3 separate regions of the Mus musculus genome follow, and regions 1 and 2 are each linked to region 3. Evidence: chromatin contacts called from public Hi-C and HiChIP or PLAC-seq data. All regions are on one chromosome and are shown on one strand. Each heading gives the region's core, a stretch centred on a gene start, on an enhancer-like site or on the middle of the called end of the contact. The rest is flanking DNA. Distances are from core to core; before and after follow the strand shown.

Region 1 (3,475 bases), core at 503-3,002, 99 kb after region 3:
TGGAAATAGAAGATGAGATATGTATGTATATATGTATATACATATGTATATACATAATATATAGTTCAATGAAGTTAGTTATATATGCTTTGAAAGTGGGTATCTACTTTGGTAGGCACCCATAATTTTTTTGTTGTTGTCAAGCTCATTTTAGGGATGTTGTGGTGCTAAGGCTTGAACCCAAGGCCTAACGTGTGCTAAGCACAGATTTGACCACTGAGCTATACTCAGACGCTCTTTTGGATAAATTCTTGACTCAAATCATTATCTTTATATTCATTTTTACAGTTAAAAGTACTATGTTCTAAGTATGTTTTTGGAATGGCAAACTGTGAGATACTGACATTATTTTGACATAAAATCTTAGAAGAAAAGTTGAACTCGTGGTGCACATTTTAAAAGCAGACAGAAATTAAGAAAGTAAATATCAATTATTGGTGCCACTGGAAAATCCTATAGAGGCTTTATAGCAGTGCAGGCCCTGGATTCAAGGTTATACTCATTATTTGGGATGGGGGACAGCCTAGTATGTAACAAATATATTGACAAATATAGAGATTGACAAATAAAGAGATGCTTTGTCATGAGCTACGTTCATGCAAATGTTTGAAAATTTATACATCTTAGGAATGGTAACGTTCATTAGGATTTTTGTGTCAAAATTATACAAATATCAAGATGGACTGCTAGAATTTACAGTTCTGAAAGTTGTGGTCTAAGCCACTAGTACATGAAGTCAATTTTTTACAAACTTTGGGAAAATTAAAGTTCGGATAGCTTACTGTAACTCTCTGTGAGTCAAACTTGTACTTCCATACATGAGACCGAGGACTGTCATCATGTCTTTAAGCATGTGAGCTATTCTCATATTAAATATTTTTCTTATTGACTTAAAATTGGAAAAGCCAATTACAAATATGAGTTCACTGCTCCAATTTGCCCAATTCTGCCTTACCCTGTGTGACTATGTTTAAAATCTTACGAGATCAAAACTATGACCTAACAATAGAAATGAGAGTAAAGTGCCATCTAATGTTTTACTTTATAACTAGCTACAGCTTATCTTTACCATCAGAACCACGGAGTTGATTTAATCATGAATCAGAGCCAGGCTATAGAAAATAATGGAGAATGGGATCACGGGGATTATTAAATTAAATTGGGATTGAAATTCTTCATCATTCATACTAAATAATCAAGAAACAGTTTTAAATAAGGGTGATAGTTCTCAGCTACTTCTATTTTCCTCTTTTCTGTAGTACCATTGGCTACTAAGCAGGTCTTGATTCTGTGAGGGTCAAGGCCGATTAAAAGTATTTAATGCAACAATAACGCCACATCTCATTAAGCTAAGTGAGTGTTAGTAGTTTTCATTTTTGCAAGTTTGTGGTTGAGATTCCCATTCTGATTTTGCTTCATGAATCCTAATTTTCATTTTGGTTAAAAAAAAAAAAGTCCAGGAAAAATTATGGACAGTTACGGAATCTTTGCAGCTGTACAAAATGTCTGCCCTCACGGTGTCCCTTTCCTGTCCTGTGAAACGTAGCAATGACTCTGTGATTGAGATCCAGTGGAAACCCAGGTCCCCCTTCAGCTCTCCCTGGACACTGTTTGTACTGGTTTTCTTGCTTAGGAGCCTTCTCCAGCTTAATCTTTCCTGTACAGTAGACGCCTCCCATCCAGTATGCTGTGCACCCAGCCATTAGTGCTCACTGACAGTTAGCCTCATCTTTCATTGAGAGGCTTATGGATCATACCCATACCAGTCCGCTCTTGTGTTTTCTAATTTTATATCCTTAGCTGTAAAGGAAGTGGTGCTATACGAATAGATGGGAGGATAAATATAGGGGCTCATGCAGATGTCTCTGGCATTCTGAAAATCTGCAATGTCGTAAATAACAAGCCACTGAATTTGCCTCAGCTTCTCTCACATCTAGCTCCTGCAGTGAGCCCACCTCCAAATGGAAGGCTTCTCTCAGTTACTAAGCTCAAGGTGGATGCCCAGTTTATTCTGTGTTCTCCCTTTGACCAACTATATTTCCTGGAGGAAAAGCATTGTTTAAAAGAAAATAAAGGTTAAAGGAGAGATAATAAAGCATGCAGCCATGAGATTAAGCCAATAAAATTATCAGGACAGACTGTGTCACCTAACCTGAAGTTAGAAGAGTCTCCAAATTTAGACATTTTCAGCACTCATATGCACATATAGAAACTCATATGCAAATTTAACTTCTTTGTGATAGTAAGTGGAAGAAAGGCAATTCCTTTTAAGGTTTTGTTTTTTTGTTTTTGTTTTTTCAAAATAAAGTTACATTTTTTTATATTTCTTATTTTTTATTAGATATTTTGTTTATTTACATTTCAATGCTATCCCCCTTTCTAGTTTCCCCTCTGAAAATCCCCTATCCCCTCCCCCTGCTCCCCAACCCACCCACTCCCACTTCCTGGCCCTGGCATTTCCCTATACTGGGCATAGAACCTTCATAGGACCAAGGGCTTCTCTCATTGATGACCTACTAGGCCATCCTCTAAGTGTCCATTTAAGTCTACCACAGTGGACTATGCATGAAAGACACACTTTTTTGCTGACTGTGAAGTTTGATCGTCTTGATCCATTAGTCATTCATCAGAATGTTATTCAAAACGTCTTAGGCAAATAGGAATCCCTCAGCCAGCACTCTGCCTTGGAAACACTCAAGGCACCTCTTGTCCTGGAAAGGGTTACAGATGTAAGCTAACGTGGCATTCATTGGTTAATAGGGGGATGCAAAGGGTTAAATTTTTAAATCTTTGCAAAGGGGTGGGGGGAGTCTCTAGAAGATAAAAACAAAAAACCAACCAACCAACCAAACAAACAAACAAACAAACAAACAAAACCCTAAACTAAAACCCGAGGCTAAGCTGCCAGTGATTTGGTGGTATTTATGGATTATACTCCATGTTGAAAAGAGAAAAATCAGATGTAAGATGACGCTGCAGGGGGCGTCTGGACTTTTCACTAAGTCTGAAGTCTGTTTAGTCGATGCTTATTAAGGCTTGGCTTTGACCTTTGCCCCCTTCACTCCTCTTTGTTCCAGGTGCAACATTTGTGCAAGTGCTTGAACATTATGGGTCACTCTGAGCAAACTTCCAGTCCTGAATGAGCAAAATATGCTGAATGTTAAAAAATACACAGTCGTTATGGGAACATTTTCCAAAGCTCTATAAACTTAGACACACTTCCTTTGTAGTTTATAAGCAGTGAGTATGGCCGTTCTTTAAGGTATAACTGAATCTAAAACACATTACTACAACCTGAATCTAAAACACATTACTACAGTATAATTGTAATATGTTTGTGAGGATATCTAAAATAGCTATTTCTACCCAAACCACATCTCTTGGTAGGAAGTATAGATATTTTTGTTTAGGTATTTCTTTGAAACATATACATGCTCTAAACATACTTTTACATTGCCTACTCTTAAAAGATTAA
Region 2 (3,490 bases), core at 991-3,490, 120 kb after region 3:
ATTCTGTACAGGGCTATGCTAAGTCTCTGTGAGCCATGTTGCCCATGTTACTTGGGTTTAAGATATGTGTATTTCAAATTTGCATAGTCACAAAAAGGGTACCCAGAGATACACTAAACAAGTTGTTAAATGTTAAAATATAAGTTTATTGCTAGTTCTAGTTATTGACATATTTGCTTATTCTGATACATTATCCAAGGACATGTTTTTTTTTTTTCTCCCAAAATGCCTCTTTAACCAGCCATGCATTTCTTGAACACATTAATAAATTTGCCAAAAGATTTCATTAAAATGACCATATTGGACTAGAGAATTCATATCAGAACAACAGAGTTCCTGCTTATTCTTTTCTTATTATTCCTGAATACAAGTTTAGTCATTGTTAGGCACCTAGGTGTTTAGCATGCTAGCACATTTTACAGCTGCTTAGTTTTAGTCAGGAAAACCAGATACTGATACTAAAGTCTTTCCTCTCACATACATGTGCGTCATCCCCCCCCCCCCCACACACACACACAATGTTCATTTCACATACTCTAGGAGGCTCACCTCTGACTCAGGGTGACTCTCTGCCTCCTGAGTTCGATATTCACTTCATTCTTTTTTGTAACCTCCTCCTCTGGAAACTCAATGTGCTGTGCACCATTTACATCCTTCATTTGCTCTGCCAAGAAAGAACTAGAATAACAGAGAGTTGGACATGAAACATGCTTTCTAAACAATCAGCGAAGTTCAATCTAACAAAGCCCCTCCCCAATACAAAGCAAAGTAAAGCAAAGCAAACGAAAAGTACTCCATCTTTTCCATTAGTCATGGGAAGCTAAATAATTGATTATTTAATAATGTTTACCAATGGCTTATTCTTAAATCAAAAGAAGTGAGCATCTTGTATGCTTGTATGTGTTCAAAGATAATTTTAGACACTTCTCTTCTCTAGTAATGATGTATTGGGTGTTTCTTTATTCCCTTTAGGGTGTTTGTTTGTTTGTTTGTTTTTGTTTTTTCACAAATTCTGTCCTTAGTATGGTTTGACTCACTGATCAGAGGAAGTAAGTGTGGGAGGCAGAAGAGTGCAGGGAGTAGGGAGTTCTTCTTTTCTTCTGCCTGAGGTTATTTGTGTTTAGTGGAAAAGGGAAGGACTGCCTAGAATAGAGAAAGAAGTCTCATGAGTTGTACAGACCACCCTCAGCAAGGAGAACCAAGAGCAAGTGGAGCATTTTCTGCGAACACGGCCATCCCTTACCAGGTGTGTCCATTTTGTTCCAATGAAAATACTGTTTCTCTTCAATGTTCCTTCCCTTGTTGGAGGGAAGGGAAACCCGAGCTTTTTCTTGCTGCAGAGGCACTACAGCGCACGCGCACACACTTGCTGAAGTGTAGTTTGTAATCACTTGTTCTGTCAGAGCTATTGGTGCTCGATTCTGTCTCTTTGGAGATAATATTTATGAAATTCCCGGATGCTTAAGCACTGTTGCAAATTTTATATAATTTTGAAAAGATTATAGAAGAGTTGCATTTCTTTTTTTCTGATGATCCCAGTGGGTACAGGGAAGAGGACAATAGAATGTGGTAACATTCTTCAGGCTCAGGGTCCAGCAGGTTCCAATCTAATTAAAATATTCTATCTCTTACAACTGCAAATATTTTGAACATTTAAATTTACTAAGCCTATAACAAGCATAAAAGATATTTTTTTCCACAGAACATCAAGCCATAGACGAATACTTCTTAGATTACAGATGGGAAATTAACAACATGACATGAAAATAAAGAAAGTATTTTGGTAAATACAGTGTACTGCTAATTACTACTATAATCCACAGTGTTAGGAAAAATTTTCTTTTAAAACATATTACTTCATGATGAATGATAAAAGAAAATATGACTAAAGGAAAAAGTAAATTTAATTTCAATGGTATTGCTTTGAGCATTTTAGCGAAATAACTTTTAGTCTAGAACTATAGGAGTTGGTATGATAACCAGAGGGTGGAGGCAGAATTTTGTCCTCCAATACCCCTGTTCTTCTTTGATATAAAGGACTAAAGATGACTGTTCCTCCCCTAGGAAATGTGAAAATCCAGTGAAGTCATCAGACTTGCCATATATATAGGCACACCGCCTGTTTTTAAGAGTGATTGGTACTTAGGGAGGGAATTAAGAATCTCTAGACCCAGGCAGAGGTGTTTTGCCTGCTCATCTGTAGGTGGGCGTAAGCATGTCCCATCACCCTGAAAAGCAGAACTGAAAACTCTCTGGAGCAGCTGCAGCCCACGCCAAATGGTGTAGCACCCATTCAATTCAAGAGCTGCCCGCGCATTCTCTCATTTTCTGCGAAGGAAAGCATGTGTCTCATGTGAGAATAAGTTTTCAACAAATCATTTATCAGGCAGCAAGCAAAATTTGAGATGAATCACGTGTGCTTGGTTTTTCTACAGACTATTCTGAGAATCCAGAGTTCATTAATATTGGGACTCTTTTCAAGCAACATTTATGTTTCTTACTTAGATTTAAATAATAATAGTAATAATAATAATAATAATAACACAACTTCTACTTAAAATTGCCTTCTGAAATGCTATAGACTTTTGTCAAAAACAAACAGGGCTCAATTAGTTTTTTAAAAATGTACTATAGGTGGGGTTGTTATGAATACTTGTTAAGCCACTAAGACAAATGCTGTATTTTTGCTTTCTAAAATTAGAATTTATAAACACAATTTTCCATGTCTAGCCAAGTGGATTTGATTCTATTTGTAAATGGTGGGAAAGGGGCAGCTGAAGGAAGAAATTCTCTGGCAGCAATGAAACCTTACTGGCTCTTGTTATGAGGCAGACAATTCTTTTTAATATATCTTGAGTAGATTCTGTTATTTATCATGGGAAAAATGAGTGTTATTCTGATATTTAATTACATTATATATGTCCATTCCTGACCTATAATTATACTGCCTGTAAAATTTTAATTGTTAGTTCAGTGCAGGGCCATTACAACCATCATTTGTTTATGATTGAAAAGATGTTAAAAATTGCTCCTCTGTCTTAATAATGTCTGCTGCTAGCACATTATTAACAAAATAACATAATTTCTTCCTGTGGGCCCAGTGTATATTACAGGTTACAGTGTTTAGAAAAAAATGACAAAGACAGGAAATGTGTAGGGATGTGGTCACTTAAATACACAAAAACGCAAGACAAAAGGATCTCCAGAATTTGAAAGAACATCCCTGTTTGGGGTACTGTGAGACAGTCTTAGATGTTTGCTTGATGATAAGCAATCTTCAGAAGGAACAGGAAGGGAATGTCCAAACTTCTGAATTATGTGAAAGAAATACACCAAAGCACTAGCTACTTCACTCCTCTTCCGTGTATTCTGTTCATGAGGCTAGCCCAAGGCCCAGTTGATACTTTTCAAACTACAGAAGCCTTCTGGCTCCTACTACAAATTCGTTCTGAACCAGTTGTGTTACATTGTTGCTAAGGCTAATTCTTGC
Region 3 (3,798 bases), core at 81-2,580:
ATGGCCGACTAGGCCATCTTTTGATACATGTGCAGCTAGAGTCAAGAGCTCCCGGGTACTGGTTAGTTCATAATGTTGTTCCACCTATAGGGTTGCAGATCCCTTTAGCTCCTTGGATACTTTCTCTAGCTCCTCCATTGGGAGCCCTGTGATCCATCCAATAGCTGACTGTGAGCATCCACTTCTGTGTTTGCTAGGCCCTTGCATAGTCTCACAAGAGACAGCTATATCTGGGTCCTTTCAGCAACATCTTGATAGTGTATGCAATGGTGTCAGCATTTGGAAGCTGATTATGGGATGGATCCCCTTGCTTACCATTTTTATTCAAGCTGAAATGGCAATTTGGCTAAGTTTCTGCTAGACTATAGCATCAAGAAAGGGGTCTCAAGGAGCAGCCAAGAAGGGAAAAAGAATGAGTATGCTTGCTCTTGTGTGTGTGCAAGTGCTCAAGTTAGGAGCTGACAGATTCAGATGTGTGAGATTAACCTAGTGGTAACACCTGTGCACCTTTAAGGAATTACCAACACACTAAACTTCTTACAGATGCATTGGGTGTATAGAAAATAATACAGGAAAATGTGTTGCATCGTTAAGGACTTTGCTTTAATCTTTAAGTCACTTCTTCACCATTCTTTTTTTTTTTTCCTCATACATTTCAAAGCAAACAACAAATGATTTTATATGTGGGTAAAATTTAGAGGTGCAACCACAGTATTATTGCTGGAGTATATTTGGTTTCAGTGTTTAACAGGAACTGACTCTATGTAAACGTTCAAATAACATAAAACAATATTAATACCAATAACAGCAGGTATAGGGTAATGTGCAAAACCAGAGAGCTTTTCCAAAGAATGAAATATGCAGAGAATGTCTATGAAACACCAAGAGGAAGCAAACAAAGACAGAAATGGGAGGAACACTGCAGTGATGGTTCAACCATTAGAGAATAGCCCCAACACACACACACACACACACACACACACACACACACACACACACACACGAGAGAGAGAGAGAGAGAGAGAGAGAGAGAGAGAGAGAGAGAGAGAGAGAGAGAGAGAGAGAGAGAGAGGCGGAAGTGGGAACTAAACAACCCCTGCTTCCAAATGCTATAGCAAGTGAGGACTGTTTAGCCACCACATCTTCAGGCATCATCACAGATAGGTCCAAACCTGAGCCCTGCCATCTGCCCCAAGTGTTTCTGCTTTTCCGGGCTGGGCTTGCTCCTTGGTCATCTGTGAATGGAATTCCAGAGATCATAGAAGTTTCCCGACAGTTTGCAATCACGGAAGTGTGTCAGCTCCCTGCAAATGAGAAGCGTTGTTACTCTACCGCTGTTATGATGGCAATGCTCTGTTGTATGCATGTGTATTCACGTCCAGTGCTGGTGTATAGCTAACCTTGACATAAACACGTCCATTCTAAGACTTTCAAGGTTCCATTCAATTACAAAATATGGCTTTGGTTGAGACATTTCTTTCGGGATCTTTTGAGAGTCGCTGGATTTTATGTCTGAGGAAATGGCTTTTAAGCATTATTTTAGAGGGACACGTGGAAATATGTGATCCATACAGCACTGAGAGGTCTTGCATGCAACAACCTTCTCTTCACAGTGGCCCTGGTAGCTCCTCCCCTTCTCCATTTCGTTCGTTCTCGGTCACCAATTTAGTACATGCACTGGCTTTCAAATGTTATCTGTGTAAATTCATCTTCCACAGCTGGACACTTTCAAGAGTTTTTGTTTCCTGTGTGGTGAAGCAGCTTTCCCCTAACGACTGTTTCCCATCAGTGCCCACAAGACCTACCTTCTTAACCACTGGTTCAACGGTTTCTTACCACTTCCACCTCTCCATAGAAGCTGCATTCAGGACGAGTCTCACAAATCTTTGTTCCCTAGGCTGTGAGACTGATAACGTCTCACAGGACTTGACCTTTGATGAACAATTTTCATCTGACCCTAAAAGTACAACTGTCAAATACTAGCAGATGACACCCCAAATAAAAACAAACCCTTGTCTGTTTCAAATTCCCTACAAGGTAGTGATCGGTGCCACTGCTCTGGGTAGTAGACGCCTTTGCATTTGTCTAATATCGAAGGATTTTTTTTTATTTACTTAAAATAAAAATGTTCCATGTTAATTATTACTCCAAGAACAAATTATTAATATCATACCCATGTTTCTTAAAAAGAAAGTATTCGAAAACAGTATTTAGAAATAATTTTAACCACTGATTTTTAAAACATGAAATTAACTTGGATCATTTTTCATAAATCAAGTAATTACTAAAGTTCAATATCAGTCTATATATAATATCTTGCCCTTGGCACTAATCTTGTTTTGTAATTTTTGCCTTTATGTCATCAATGTCTAGGTCATTTCCAAAAGATTTTATCTTAATAGTGTTAGAATAGAATTACTTCTGGATCAAAGTATATCCTGATTTCCAAATCTGCTATGCAGAGAATGACACTATCCAATATATCTTCATGCAAGCATGGATGCTGAAGCAAATGGAGAAGTATGACTGTCCCAAGAAGAGGTGGAAGCACAAGTTGGTGTTTATTACTGCCCTACCCACAGAGCATGAATATGCCACAGAAGGATAATTTTTCTCATCAACAGAGTCTCTCATACACAGCTGCCAATATGTCAGCATTTGTTTCCTCCTACATTCTTTCTGATGTAGTCAAGCAGATTTCTCCATCCCAAGTCTTCTCATAGACTTTGATTTGGCAATGCTGTGAACTCCCCCAGAGTGGTATCCAACTCTGGCCTCTAGAAGCACCTCCGATGCTATGAAGAGTTTTGGGATCTATTAATATGTAAAGTGAACCAATAATTAATGTCCCATAGGATTGTTTGTGTGGGGTGATATAATCACTGAATTATCTGTTTCTCAGTATCTACTACTCCTCTAAAAAAAAAAAAATGCCTCGATCTCTCGCTGAGAACTCTTCCTGTTCTGTCCCATAAAGTTCATGATATTCTTTCCAGTTCAGCCCCAGCAAAGACATATTTTCTCTGAATATTTGGCATTGTTACTCACCAGCAGTAAAACCTTTTACAGTATAATCAGATATATGGGGACAACTATAGAGCAATCATAATTTTTTTAAAGTGATATCGTTTCATAGCGTAGCTTGACCTTTGATAGGATTATCCCTTCTGCTGGAGTATACCAAACCAATTTGTTCCTCCTAAAGTCCTGTATATTCTTTGGTTCTAATCTAAATGGACTCTTGTCTCTGGGCTGAAATACTTAGTTCTTTCATCAGGACAAAATCACTCCCCTAAAAGTCCATAAAGACTCCTCACAAATATTTTGAAGTATGTCTTGTACTAGTGTCTAGTTGCTTCAGCTCATATATAAAGTAAAATACGCTAGTGTGATGGATATATTATTATGGAGGTTCTTCTAGAAAGTACACAGAATTACGTTAGACAATGATTAACGACACAAAAAAATAGATACATGTATGTCCATTTGGGAATGGTTGTTACTATAATAGAACCCTCAGTGATGATAATATTAACACATAAATAATTATTTATTTCATGGAAGAATTACAAGATACATACTATATTTAGTAAATACATACAGAAAAATAGTATGTTATCTTTTACTTAAATACACCAAATTTTAGAGCTTATATTTTACTAATTTTTTATATGCCTGCACACTTCTTAAAAATCTTTGTGCACACACACGTGCATGTTTGTGTGCATGTGCCTCTGTGTGTGTGTGTGTTTTCTTGAGTATGAGTGCAAATGTGAACATGCCTCATTCACATATGGA

What was found. Hi-C and Micro-C count contacts between places; a contact is called where the count stands out from the background. HiChIP or PLAC-seq counts read pairs in DNA pulled down with a chosen protein or histone mark.
Region 1: a contact with region 3 is called in a Hi-C map of double positive thymocytes, with 1.8 times the contacts expected there. The contact joins two enhancer-like sites. A contact is called at or near these places in 4 of 15 datasets of contacts at CTCF or cohesin (CD8 T cells, large pre-B cells, pro-B cells and 1 more), 24 of 484 Hi-C or Micro-C datasets (the 63-12 cell line, CD4 T cells, CD4 single positive thymocytes and 18 more) and 13 of 115 datasets of contacts at active chromatin or transcription factors (the 230-238 cell line, CD8 T cells, DN3 thymocytes and 9 more).
Region 2: an H3K4me3 HiChIP or PLAC-seq map of the 230-238 cell line shows a contact between it and region 3, with 21 read pairs. The contact joins two enhancer-like sites. A contact is called at or near these places in 2 of 15 datasets of contacts at CTCF or cohesin (CD8 T cells and pro-B cells), 2 of 484 Hi-C or Micro-C datasets (CD4 T cells and germinal center B cells) and 4 of 115 datasets of contacts at active chromatin or transcription factors (the 230-238 cell line, the HPC-7 cell line, the SCID.adh cell line and 1 more).

What each region holds. Positions count from the first base shown.
Region 1 is chr1:137,904,044-137,907,518 of GRCm38.p6, forward strand. It overlaps Gm4258 (a long non-coding RNA gene), which reads left to right. Exons shown (of 3, transcript XR_003948014.1): 2 at 1-3,475. Among named protein-coding and RNA genes, the nearest start is that of Gm4258, 7.3 kb to the left of the region's middle. Within about 2 kb of position 1,753, at least 17 of the 459 cell types and tissues checked have an H3K27ac peak or open chromatin away from gene starts, as enhancers often do. A contact at or near this core is called in the 63-12 cell line and double positive thymocytes, where this site is marked.
Region 2 is chr1:137,920,676-137,924,165 of GRCm38.p6, forward strand. Gm4258 (a long non-coding RNA gene) reads left to right here. Exons shown (of 3, transcript XR_003948014.1): 2 at 1-3,490. Among named protein-coding and RNA genes, the nearest start is that of Gm4258, 24 kb to the left of the region's middle. Within about 2 kb of position 2,241, at least 47 of the 459 cell types and tissues checked have an H3K27ac peak or open chromatin away from gene starts, as enhancers often do. A contact at or near this core is called in the 230-238 cell line, the HPC-7 cell line and pro-B cells, where this site is marked.
Region 3 is chr1:137,805,226-137,809,023 of GRCm38.p6, forward strand. No RefSeq gene overlaps it. Among named protein-coding and RNA genes, the nearest start is that of Gm34306, 39 kb to the left of the region's middle. Within about 2 kb of position 1,331, at least 83 of the 459 cell types and tissues checked have an H3K27ac peak or open chromatin away from gene starts, as enhancers often do. A contact at or near this core is called in the 230-238 cell line, the 63-12 cell line, the HPC-7 cell line and 2 more, where this site is marked.